Linked DNA regions of Hordeum vulgare: region 1 is linked to region 2. A link is a contact called in public Hi-C data. All regions are on one chromosome and are shown on one strand. Each heading gives the region's core, a stretch centred on a gene start, on an enhancer-like site or on the middle of the called end of the contact. The rest is flanking DNA. Distances are from core to core; before and after follow the strand shown. Region 1 has its middle 21 kb from the start of LOC123425316. Region 2 has its middle 22 kb from the start of LOC123425306.

The links. A called contact is a pair of places that touch in the nucleus more often than the background predicts.
Region 1: a Hi-C map of seedling shows a contact between it and region 2, with 2.9 times the contacts expected there. The contact joins two enhancer-like sites. A contact is called at or near these places in 2 of 6 Hi-C or Micro-C datasets (leaf and seedling).

What each region holds. Positions count from the first base shown.
Region 1 is chr1H:81,333,559-81,339,369 of MorexV3_pseudomolecules_assembly, forward strand. No RefSeq gene overlaps it. Among protein-coding and RNA genes, the nearest start is that of LOC123425316, 21 kb to the right of the region's middle. Within about 2 kb of position 3,738, at least 3 of the 3 cell types and tissues checked have open chromatin away from gene starts, as enhancers often do. A contact at or near this core is called in leaf and seedling, where this site is marked.
Region 2 is chr1H:81,189,923-81,196,265 of MorexV3_pseudomolecules_assembly, forward strand. No RefSeq gene overlaps it. Among protein-coding and RNA genes, the nearest start is that of LOC123425306, 22 kb to the left of the region's middle. Within about 2 kb of position 4,974, at least 3 of the 3 cell types and tissues checked have open chromatin away from gene starts, as enhancers often do. A contact at or near this core is called in leaf and seedling, where this site is marked.

The sequences.
Region 1 (5,811 bases), core at 2,488-4,987, 140 kb after region 2:
GCACAATTGTGCTTCACGCACATAATTGTCTTTCACCTTGAAGCACAACCATGCTTCATGGTTTTGATAAACAAAAAGCGGAACAACCAAAAAACACAATTGTTTTAATGGGCAAGCGTCCAACGTCCAACGCATGATACGCGGCGGCATTGAGGTGCTCCCGTGCTAGGAAGTGCCCCAGCCCCGTGAACCCACCCCATCCCCACCACCTACGTAGGGCACCCTCTAACTACGTGAGCCTCAAGTATTAGTTTTTGGTCAGGTTTCCTACGGGCTATATTTCGGTTTTCTTTGTTTCTTCATGGTTTTCTTTATATATGGTAATTTTCACCGGTTTTCTTCTTCTTTTTTCTTGGTTTTCATTATTTTCTTTCTTCTTTTAAACAATTACTTCTGTTTTTTTCTTTTCTCGGTTATCATTGGGTTTTTTTCTTTGTTTATCATTGGTTTTCATTCCCTTTTAAGTTTTCTTTATTTTTCTTTATTTCTTTCTTGGTTTTCGTTGCTTCCATTCATTTTCATTGGTCTTCTTTGGGTTTTTTTTATTGGTTCTTTTCTATTTCATTAGTTTCCTTTGTTTCTTTGTTGGTATTTCATCGATAATTTTTATGTTCAATTCATGTCTACTTCTTTAGTACACAATGTAGTTTTTAGTGTAGACATGGAACTCTTACCTTCTTACCTTCCATGAGAAAAAGAGAGGGTAAGAGGGAGCATGTTAAAATTGCTCACATGTTACAAACGATTAATTAATCTTTTTTAAATAGATGATAAAAATGCATACACATAATATAGATATTGTATATAATTTTCATAAACATGAGAAACATTGTTTCTATACATATTTAACATTTCTAAAATACTTGATTGCCATTTTTTCATATTTTTTTATGTATAAAAAATAATTTATATATTAAGAATATTTGAAAGTGTAAACTAAAGAAAAAAATAAAAAATAAAAAAGGAGGTTGTGGCTTGTGGCCTCGCGTGTACCTGGTCCGCCCCTTCTCGCGGTCTTCTTCAGGCGAGGCTGCCCTATGTCTCTACCACGTTTTTGTGCTTTATTGTTACGCTGCCTTGTCCAATTTGATTGGGCTTATATGTTTCCCTATGCTTTTCTAAGATGTTGCCTTCTTTTTATTTTGCTCTCTTATGTTTTCCTGATAACACACATTGTGACCATGTGTAATCATTTAAAAAACAGCTACATATGTGTATGCGCGCACATAAAAAAACCGTGTGCATGAACAACTATGTCATTAGTTTTGTGTATTTCCCATTTAGGAAAATAGTGAAAAGTGAAAATATGACATGTATTGACTAAATACAAATGTTCAGTATCTATATGAATGTTCATGAAATTTTAGAAAGTGTCCAAGTTTTATTAAGTGTTAGCATATTTTTTAAAATACATGATGAACCTTTTTCAAAAATGCATGACAAACGTTTTTAAAATATATATTTTAGATGTAAGCAAAAATAATATAAAATACAAAATAAACCTTTTAAAAATACATTGCATGCATTTTTTAGGACAAGGTGAATATTTTTTGAAAATGTATGATCAACATTTCTAAAAATACACGATGAACATCTTATAAATAACATTTCTTTAAATGTAGTGAACATTTTATAATAAAAGCAAAAGGCACATGATTGAGAAAATTATCAAAATGGAAAAGTTTTTTTTTGGAAAAGGAGGATCAGCCCTCGGCCTCTGCATCGATCGATGCATGCAGCCATATTATTATCTAAGCAAGTAAAACAGAATGGAAAAGTTTAAATAATCAAATTTACATATTGTCAATGGTGGACATGCAAATGGGTAGGGGTGCATTTTGTGTCAAGGGTGGACATGCAACTAGACCTATTAAGTTTCTTGTCAAGAGTGGATATGTAATCGGGTAGGTGTAGAAGGCAAGTTGTGTGTCGAGGGTGGACAAACAACTAGGTCCGTTGAGTTTCAAACCAAGGATGAAAGCGCAGAAGGCAAATTTTATGTCGAAGGTGGACAAAGAACTAGGTCCGTTGAGTTTCAAACCAAGGATGAAAGCGCAGAAAGCACATTATATGTTTAGGATGGACATGCAACTATATCGAATGGGTTGCATGGCCGGGCACACATGCAACTGGTTTGTGTTGCATAAATTTGCATGTGGGTGAACATGCGACTAGTTCGACAATAGGGCAAGGTACGTGTGAATGATGAATATGCAACTAGGTCGGGCAAGTGAAAGTCGAGGGTGAATTTCCTAGATGAGAATTAGCAAATCCGAAAATGAAAACACCCCACCCTCTATGATCAAGTTGCAGGTGTGTTGTATCCCTTACAGTTGCATGATAGGACGGACATGTGCAGTGACATGCAAATTGTGATCCATGTAGTTGTGTATCATGGATGGACATGCAAGTGAATGTGCACTTTTTTTTTTGCAAAAACCTACGGAAAAAGAATATCCCCATGGGTCTCGGATATCGTTTCATGCATGTAAAAAGACCAAATAAAACTTTTAAAAGAGGAATTAAAACGAAGATAAATCCACATGAAGTATACCTACACATTTGTTTTTAACAAAAGTATACCTACACATACCAGAAAGGAAAACAAAAGGTGACCCGAGTCCCATTTAAAAACAAGCCAACATGGGCCTAAAAGAGATTGACTCTTCTCTCGAAAAATAAAATCAGCCCACATGAAAACGCAACATTGGGCCCATGTAAAACCCACAGACACAGATGCAGAAACAAAAACAAGACCAGGCGCGATATACAACGGCCTAACATGGAAAACAAAACTCACACACGCGGGACACGGGAGAAATCAAGTGGGCGATATACATTTTTGCATGAAAAGATGCAGCACTTGACCGTGGCGTGGATAATTTCGATGTGGCACAGATAATTCTTATCTAGATAAAAAATAGTAAATTTGTTTCTTTTTCTTCTTTTAAATTTTTGCAAGTAATTTGGTATATTAAGAGCATCTACAACCGGACTTCTTAAATTGATCGAACGGGCGTAGGGACCGCTGACCCAACAGAAAAGAGAAGCAAAAAGGTTGACTCAACCAAACCCCTCAAAACCTTTTTAAATGTTTGGACTAGCCGGCAGCCCTCATATATGAGATAAGCATGAAGAATGTCTGTCCAGTCAGTGGTCCTACGTTCGTCACATATGATTGGCTCCATCATAGAGCATCCTTTTCTTCCTTTATTATTATTTTTTGTTGATCTTTCTTTCTTCATCAATTACATGCATATGATCGGACATATAGGGAGAAAAATAAAGAACATGGTTGTATGAATAAAAAAAATAAGGAATCAAAGTGGGCATACGCGGACGCTAACCGGGTGTGTCCGCGGACGTTTGAAGAGCCAAATTTGTTCAGTCCGACCATAGATGCCCTAAGTTCATTCAAAAATAGGGAGATCCAAGGTTAAGGCTAAACTTTACCACATAACAGTAGCGATGTATGCTCTATTTTCTAACAGATGGATATATATTTTTAGGCGAAAACTAACAAATTGATACCCTTTCCTGACGGAACAATTTGTAAAATTCGCGATGGCCTAAAGCTTCAACATATATATTTTTGGAAAGCCACATTAAGAATGTCAGCAAGTAGCGGTAGTAAAGTTTTGGTCTCGTGACATGGTGAGTTCCATGGCGAGGCTGTCTGGACCACCGTTTGTGCGCGTCCAGATCATTCGAGGTGGCGACGGCGACACCGCCTTTGCAACTTGCAGCGGCAAGAGAACAAGGTGCTCCCTGGTCCACGAGAGAACAAGATGCTCGGCTAATCAATGTAGTAGATAGTAGATAATATCCGCATTGTTCGACAAATACATCGGGAGCTTGTGACTCTTCTTTTCCACAAGCAGCTACGCCACCCCCAAAGGAATTGATTATATACGTACATAGTGTCTTAATTTTGAGGACGGACGTTTGGAGGCCGAGCTCCAAGAAACTCAATTTTTAAAAAAAAATATAATTTTAACTTTTTTGGTATCAAAAAATCTGAAAAATTTATGCAAGGAAAGAAGAATGTCATGTGTATGTATGTAAATTTTTAGGATTAAATATTTTTAAATACGATCTGTATAAAAAAAGATAAAATAATAACCTGTAACGATGAATAGTATGATGTGTTAAAAAGTTTTAGATTTACCTTTTTATACATGCCTCATTTCAACGTATTTTTCTCTAAAAAACTACACACATGTGTGTTATGTCCTCACTTATATGTGTATTTATTTTCAGGATTTTTAACATGTAAAAATATGAATTTTCATGGATTTTGAATTTTGCTTTTGAAAACCTTCATGAAGCTCAGCCTCCAAAAGCAATTTCCACTTAATTTCTCACAATACGTTCTTACATGATTGCGCGCAAATATGATGTTATCGTACTCATGTGTATTGTCTAGCTTTTTTGAACAAATGTGTCGCTCTGGCACATTTTTGTGGTGACCTCAAATTTCAAGGTTTTCGACACGTGTAATGGAATGGCAAAAGACGAAGACGGGCATGTACTTGGAAGTTGGAACACATATTGCCTACAACTATTATGTATCGTGCGACAGCGAAATGAGATAAGAAAGGAAGAGCATCCATGTCCCTGACTTGTGCACAGTGTACACACGATACCACGGACTTTTACAAAAGGTAATCCTATGATTGCATTGTAGGTTTCATTGTAGATACCCACCAGACCTATTCGTAAGAGGTGTGATTTCAGCCTTGTTAAGAGCATCTTCAATAGAAAATGCAAATTTTAAGATGTAAAAAAGAGATATAAAAATTTACATCTTTAAAAAGTACATTTTACATTTAAAAAAACAACTTCAATAGAAGATGTAAATTAATGATGTAAAAGTGCAACTCCAACAAATGATGCAAATGGAGATGTAAACTAGTTATGCCGCCGGCGACCACCAAGCACGGCAGAGTACCTCGGGTTTGCTCTACGGGCAACAGTTTGCAGCGGCGTTTGGCTTTACGGGTAGCAGGAAGCGAGGTGTGTCCTTTGGGGCAAACAAGAGGAGTTGGGGTGGTCGAAACTCGAGAGGAGCGAGCTCGACGCGGCGACCGGAGAATGGATTACTCAGGTGCGAGGCTGCAAGGCACAAGGAGGCCGGATGAAGGGCGCTACGGGCTCCTGGGAACTTCAGGAACTCAACTGTTTGCTCGGACGCGTCAAACGTGAGCTCTAACAACAATGACAACAAGGCAGGTGAAAGGATCGATATGGTTGGCTAGAGGGGGGGGTGAATAGACAACGACCACTTTTTAATTAATCTTAACAAGTTAAGGTAAACACTATACGGGTTCACAAATAATATGACAAAGAGGTGACCCCTATAGAAGCTATCAACAAGACCTATTAAGACAAGTAAGATATAGTCACAAGTAAAAGTAAATACAAAGTAAAGGTTAGAGATAACCACAAGTGGAACCGATGGAGACGAGGATGTGTTACCGAAGTTCCTTCCCTTTGACAGGAAGTACGTCTCCGTTGGAGCGGTGTGGAGGCACAATGCTTCCCAAAAAGCCACTAATGCCACCGTATTCTCCTCACGCCCTCGCACGATGCAAGGTACCGTGATTCCACTATAGGTGCCCTTGAAGGCGGCGACCGAACCTTTACAAACAAGGTTGGGGCAACTCCACACAAAGCTTGGAGGCTCCCAACAAGACCACGAAGCTTCAGCACAATGGAATATGGCTTCGAGGTGACCTCAACCGTCTAGGATGCTCAAACACCCAAGAGTAAGAAGATCCGCAAGGGATAGGTGGGGGAATCAACTTTTCT
Region 2 (6,343 bases), core at 3,724-6,223:
ACGAGGTAGAGTAGGACATGGGACACTAGCCGGCTCACGGGAGTCGAGCTCCCTCCGTCTCCCATGCCCTACTCTTCCTCGTCGGAGCCCGTAACCCGGATGGTGGCAGTCGACGTCAGATCGATGACGGATCCTTCCTCAGAGGAGCGCGACGTCCACCAAGACGCGGTTGCGGCGTCCGCACCCGTGCAACATACGGGGCGCCGGAGAGTGTGACTCCGTCTCTCCAACATCCACCGTCTAGAGGGCCTCCGCCGTATCCCGTGCCCGCTGCCTCGCCCGGCGGGCACACCGCGCCATCACATCGTCCGAGGCCGGCCATGCTTCGTGCTCGGCACGCCAATAGAGGGGTTGCGTTTCTGCCACGGCGTTCGGACGCCAGACGGACCGCACCACGTTCGGTGAGGCAGCAACGCCGGATCCAAGCACCGGTTGTGCGAAAGCAATGGATTCCCAGTGTTGCGAGTCCGAGCATTGCCGTCGTGCGACCGCCTCCCAGGACTGGTGGAGCGCAAGCCGGACGGCCATCTCCTCCTCGAGGCCACATGGGATGAGCTCATGGTCGACGGATCAGGAGGTGAAGGAGTCGGATCCGCTGCCCGCCATGCCGGATGTGAGTTTGGGTGACGGATGGGAGTGGAAGGGAGTGGAGTGAAGTGACTAGGATTTTGTCCGGCGAGCGAATGGGGATGAATATATGTGGGGTAGATGCGGGCCAGCGCAGGCAGGCGGGCGCGCCCGGTGTCCCTCATATCCGCCCTATATTTGAGCTGGAAATGAGGGTGTCGGTCAGCCCGGACGTTTGACGCCGGTTTGAGAGGCACGTCGGTCAAATTTTCATGACCGATAGTGACCGGGCGACCTGACCGAATGGTTTGATCGGTCCGGTTGTAGATACTTTTATAATATAAAGCGGGAGAAAACTCTATTTTGAGTGATTCTCCGGATTTTAGATTTTGCACCTCCATTTTCCTCATCCTAATCCATCAGTCTTTAGACTAGCAATTATCATGGAAACCTATCATTTTCCATCATGTGTTCGCCGTCTCCATGTGCCACGATGATTTACCGGTGGCTCCTGAAATTCTTAGTCATGGGTCATGACAAGCAACACGGGCACCCATGCATGCATCATTACCTCATCAGTTAGCCGTTGGGATTTACATTTTCCGCAAGAAAACACTACGGTTGTTAACTTGTTAGGTACTCCTACTTAACAGTTCATTTAGAACATTTGTTTGTCTTTGATCAAAATCAAACGGACGACCTGTTTGACATGAAAAACGAAGTGGCCTTGTATAAGGTAGTAAAGGGAGTACTCCCTCCGTCACAGTTTAGAAAACATGGTTAAATTTACGTGCATTTTCGTAATAGACAAGGTTTAGGACGCACTGCATTACTCCTATCAGCTAATTAGTATTTCTTTGTACTACTTATATATGCATGCGTAGTGTGAATGCTATCTTTTAGCTCATCTCGCGGTCAACCAATAATCGTCTAGGTTCCAAAGAATTTCTAAGCATGTCTTCTAAACCGTGATGAGGGAGTAGATGAAATCATCGCAGACCATTTGCTACCAACGGTATGTCGCTTGCCCTTACATTGAAATGCATGGCGCCTTTTGAGGTTCACAGGACGTGTGACGATGAGCAAGTATCAGTGGTAAACTAAAAAGCCATCTCTAACCGAACTCCTAAAATAGGACATTCATTGGACTGATTTGTTTAGAAGTGTGTTCATACGGATCTTGCCCATTAGTCCGATCTGGCGGACACGTTGAGGTGCAACTGGGCCTCCTCATATCTGTTTCAAATTTGGACTAGACATGAGGGGTTAACCCGAGCGTATAGGATTGATATGAGGGGTGCGATTGTGTCGGGATTTTGTAACCAATCGCTGATCGAACGGTCCGTTGGAACATATATTAGGAGGGGGGAAGGGGGTTGAGGTGCCTCGATGTAGATGCTTTAAACCCTCGTATCCAACAATATATGAAAATAATATGAAGGCCCGTGGATGCCCGCGGTCCGACCACTTAGGACACAACTCATCTAAAACAGAATTTGTCTTTCTTTATTCTTTCTTAATTTTTTCATTCTCTTCATCTCCACTAATCATATACATACGAGCTCTGGATAAAATTGGAACAACGTGAAAAGCATAATTTCATATATCAACAAACAGTAGTTTCAAAAAAGAAACTTGGACACTAACCAGACGCTTCCAGGGACGTTGGAGAACACAAATTTTGAAAAGACCAATTGTAGATGCCCTAATGTTTTGAGGCTATCCTGAATTATATACTTTGGTATCTTTTTTTTTTTTGCGGGCAATATACCTTGGTATCTGCGCAGACTAGAATATACTCCATCTGTCTCTGTATATAAATCATTTTAAATATTTTAATACGAACTATATATAGATGTATATAGTCGTATTTTAGAGGGGATTCATTCATTTTGCTCCTTATGTAGTTCATATTGATTTTTTTTTAAAAACTTATATTTATGAACAAAGAAAGTATTTTTCATCCATCATTGTGATGCTCCGGATTTCAGATTTTGCACCTTCATTTTCCTCATCCTAATCCATCAGTCGCTAGACTAGCAATTATCATGGAAACCTATCATTTTCCATCATGTGTTCGCCGTCTCCATGTGCCACGTGATTTACCGGTGGCTCCTGAAATTCTTAGTCATGGGTCATGACAAGCAATACCGGCACCCATGCATGCATCATTACCTCATCAGTTAGCTGTTGGGTATTTACCTTTCCCGCAAGAAAACACTACTACAGTCGTTAACAGTTCATTTAAAACACTTCTTTGTCTTTGATCAAAATCAAACGGACGACCTGTTCAAAGCACACGAGAAGAGGAAAGATTCAAATGTCTGCTCAAGGGAGATAAACTAATTAAGCGGTCAATTAGCAAGCACGTGCATGCGGCAAAGATTTGCTTGCTAGATTAGTTAATGCCTTGTGGTCCTGTCGATACGATGCTCGATGGCTTTCTGGGTTCGTTAACTAATCAGTTTGCTGAACATGCATGATCGCCTCCTGTTCGGGTAAAGGTTGATCGGGACATTTGCCGGGCTGCCTGCCTGGCCTTGTGTGGCTCTCGATGTCTCTCCCGTGGTTCTATTCCGCCACGCGCTGGGATGATAGAGCACAAGTAAGGCGAGGCCGCGAGGGCGTGGCATCTGGTTCGTGTCGCTCTAGAGAAAAGGAGGGGAAAGAGGCTGCAAGGAATTCTTGGGAAACCTGCATTTCCTTAAAAAAAATGCGGGTGCATTTCCTTAATTAATTGCAGTGAACACAAATGATAATTTACAAAGCATTAGTCATCATCGTTGATCAGATTTGATGGATGGTTAAGACGATCAGTAGGAAGTATCTCAGCACAGCTTGTGCTTTTCTTGCCGACTAACTTTCAACTAAAATTAAATCAGCCCATGCTTCTATTCGTAAACTAATTTGGAATGCAAGGTGTTCCAGTTCAAAAAAAAAGAAAGATTGTAGATAATTATGGACAGAGATGTAAAGATCTTGATTAAGGGATAGGACTATTGTTCCGCAATTATGGGGGAGCAATGGCTCATGTGAGTCCTCCTGTCTCTGTCTCTGTCCATGTCTAACATAGTCATGTTTATCTGAAACAGTAACCAAGCCGTAATCAGTGAGAAGTTATGATTCAGATAGCAACAGTCACATGGCAAAAAAAATCTTTGATTCCCGGTTGCAGACGAAGTCATTGCGACGTACTTGCAAAAAGAACACCAAACTAAATATGACTTGCATCTTATATTTAGATGACTAAAATAAATTGGGTGGATGATTTAGATGATTAGTACCTCAGAACAACCCGTGCTTTTATTAGTAAAAAGATTGTTACTAAGTATACATAAAGACAAAGATATATTCGTTATACTTCACGAGGTGACCAAACAACACCAATGCAAATAAACCCTTGATGCTCGGAGTGAAGGGACTAGTGTTCCGCGATTATGGGGGAGCAATGGCTTCCATGAATCCCCTTGTCTATGTCAATGTCTAAAATAGCAGTGTTTATCCGAAATAGAAATAAAATCGATATCAACTAAATTCAGATAGTCACATAATCACATGGCAAATTAATTCTTTGGTCCCCGGTTGTAGACGGAGATGTGAATGAGGTCATCACATATGTAAGAGGTTTATCAATCATTTACTTACAGAGATGTTTTTGACATTTTAGTCAATAGGTGCTCTCTTTTTCTTAGTGTCATTTTGCCGAAAAGATTAGAACCAAACTTCTATGGAAATAATTGTCGGTAAATAAAAATAAAAATATGGAAGTATGTGTTATACTCCACGATGAGGACCAAACAAGACCGATGCAAATTAAATCTTGACACACATGGGGATATGTACGAAAGACAGGGCCTAGTTCACTTGTTTAAATAGTGGAAGTACGATCCAATTTCCAGGATTCAAGTCCTCGCATATTGGAATTTGGGTTCTTATTCTTTCAAAGAAACAAACATCACTGTTGGGACTTCCTCTACGGCATTCCTTTGGAAAGAAAAGAAAAAAAGACAGTTCTTCCGCGATTGTGGGGAAGCCATGGCTCCTGCGAGTCCCCGTGTCCAGATCTTTGCATGAAGTAGTCATGTTTATCCGAAACATAAATGAAACGGGATCAAGCAAAACCTATGATTCGGATGACCATATAATCCACCACAGGGCGAATTATTTCCTTGGTCCCCAACTGCACATGGTGTTTTTTTGTCTCGCCCACAGAAAGAAAAAACACCAAGCCAAATACTAGGACCTATGTTTATCTACAACAGAAATCAACAAAACCAAATAAAACTTCTACTACTCCGGTAGCCACACAACCACGTGGACAGCCAATCCCTCTGGCCCCCAATCACAGAAGGAGTTTTTCACACACTTGCAGAGAACACACGCAAGAAAAGGACGTCCAGTCCAGTGCCCAGCGTGAACTTTCCTCGGGCGAGAGGCGAGGCGAGAGGTCAAATCAGAATTCCGAAGAATCCAACCCTGGCCTCACGAGCTCCAGCTCTTTTCTCCACATTTTCCTTGAGCAAATTGAAGATGACAAGAACATAATTCAGCCAGGACCGCTAATCAGTCTTTGGCGAGATGCAGCGGGGTTATTTTCATGCCAGGTCTCGCTTGTACCGTCGTACGTGCCTTCCGGGATGCCTTTGGAAGATGCCGAGTTCGAGGCCACATTTTCCTGACGGGAATTGAGCAAAGAACCGTGGAAATGCGTATGAGCATGAGGTTCAGTGGTTCGAGAATTTTTACCCTTTGGCTGGTTTCGGAGGTTGTGGACGTGGATGCGGTTGAGCCTCTGCCCATCACTGTGGAGCACTCCACGATATTTTTAGTTAGACTGAAGAATGTTGCTCCAGTGCAAGCTGTGCCAGTCTACTGTGTACAGTCTACATGAGCTGAGAGTGTAAGCTTAGTTCAGTGCCAGAGTGGATGTTTTTCAGCCATGAAAAAGTAAGACCCAAATAGCCGTCTAGAAAGGATACAAAAACATATTTATTCTGAATCAGACGGCAAAATGCACTGAAGTACTCATATTTACCATGCGCCCGACCATCAATATGGTTATCCTCATGGATTACCATAAACAAACCGATCGTTCCCAGAGAAGGCACATGTGGCGAATGAAACATTCGTTGGGGGCATGTTCGATTGAGCAAACCAGTGTCCCTCACTAGTAGTATACATGTTCGTCCGAGCAAACCAGTGCCCCTCTCTAGTACTCTTTCTGTTTTTAAATATTTATTGTTGAAAAAACCTAAACTAATTCTCCATAACAACAAATATTATGATACGAAAGAAGTAATGCATATGCAGTAGTGTGATCTCAGTGCGATCCGGTTGTTCAATAAAAGCATCTCCAACATACGCGTAAAATTTGTGGTGCGATGAATAAAACCGTCAGTTTGACGCGTGAGAGGCCGCGTGGCACGTTTCAGCGGGCAAATGAAACAAATTGACCTGAAAAGCGGTAGCACGCGCGGGAGTTTTGCCGCGCAACGCCTAGCGCGCTGGGTTAAAAGCCGCGCGCTGCGCCCATCAACTGTCAGAAAATTATTCCCGCCGTGCCTTCTCCCCTCACCTCTTCCACCACCTAGAAAAGTGCACTAAATTTTACAGCGCCCGAAAAGGCAACTATCCTCTTGCACACCCTAAAATGCAATTTCGGGATTGCAAAAATAAAAATAAATCAACGCGTCGTGCTACCGCATGCCTGTTGGAGATGCTTTAAGGCACATGAAAAAGCAGGCTAGAAATTATTTAGTACATTTTCCCAAGGAAA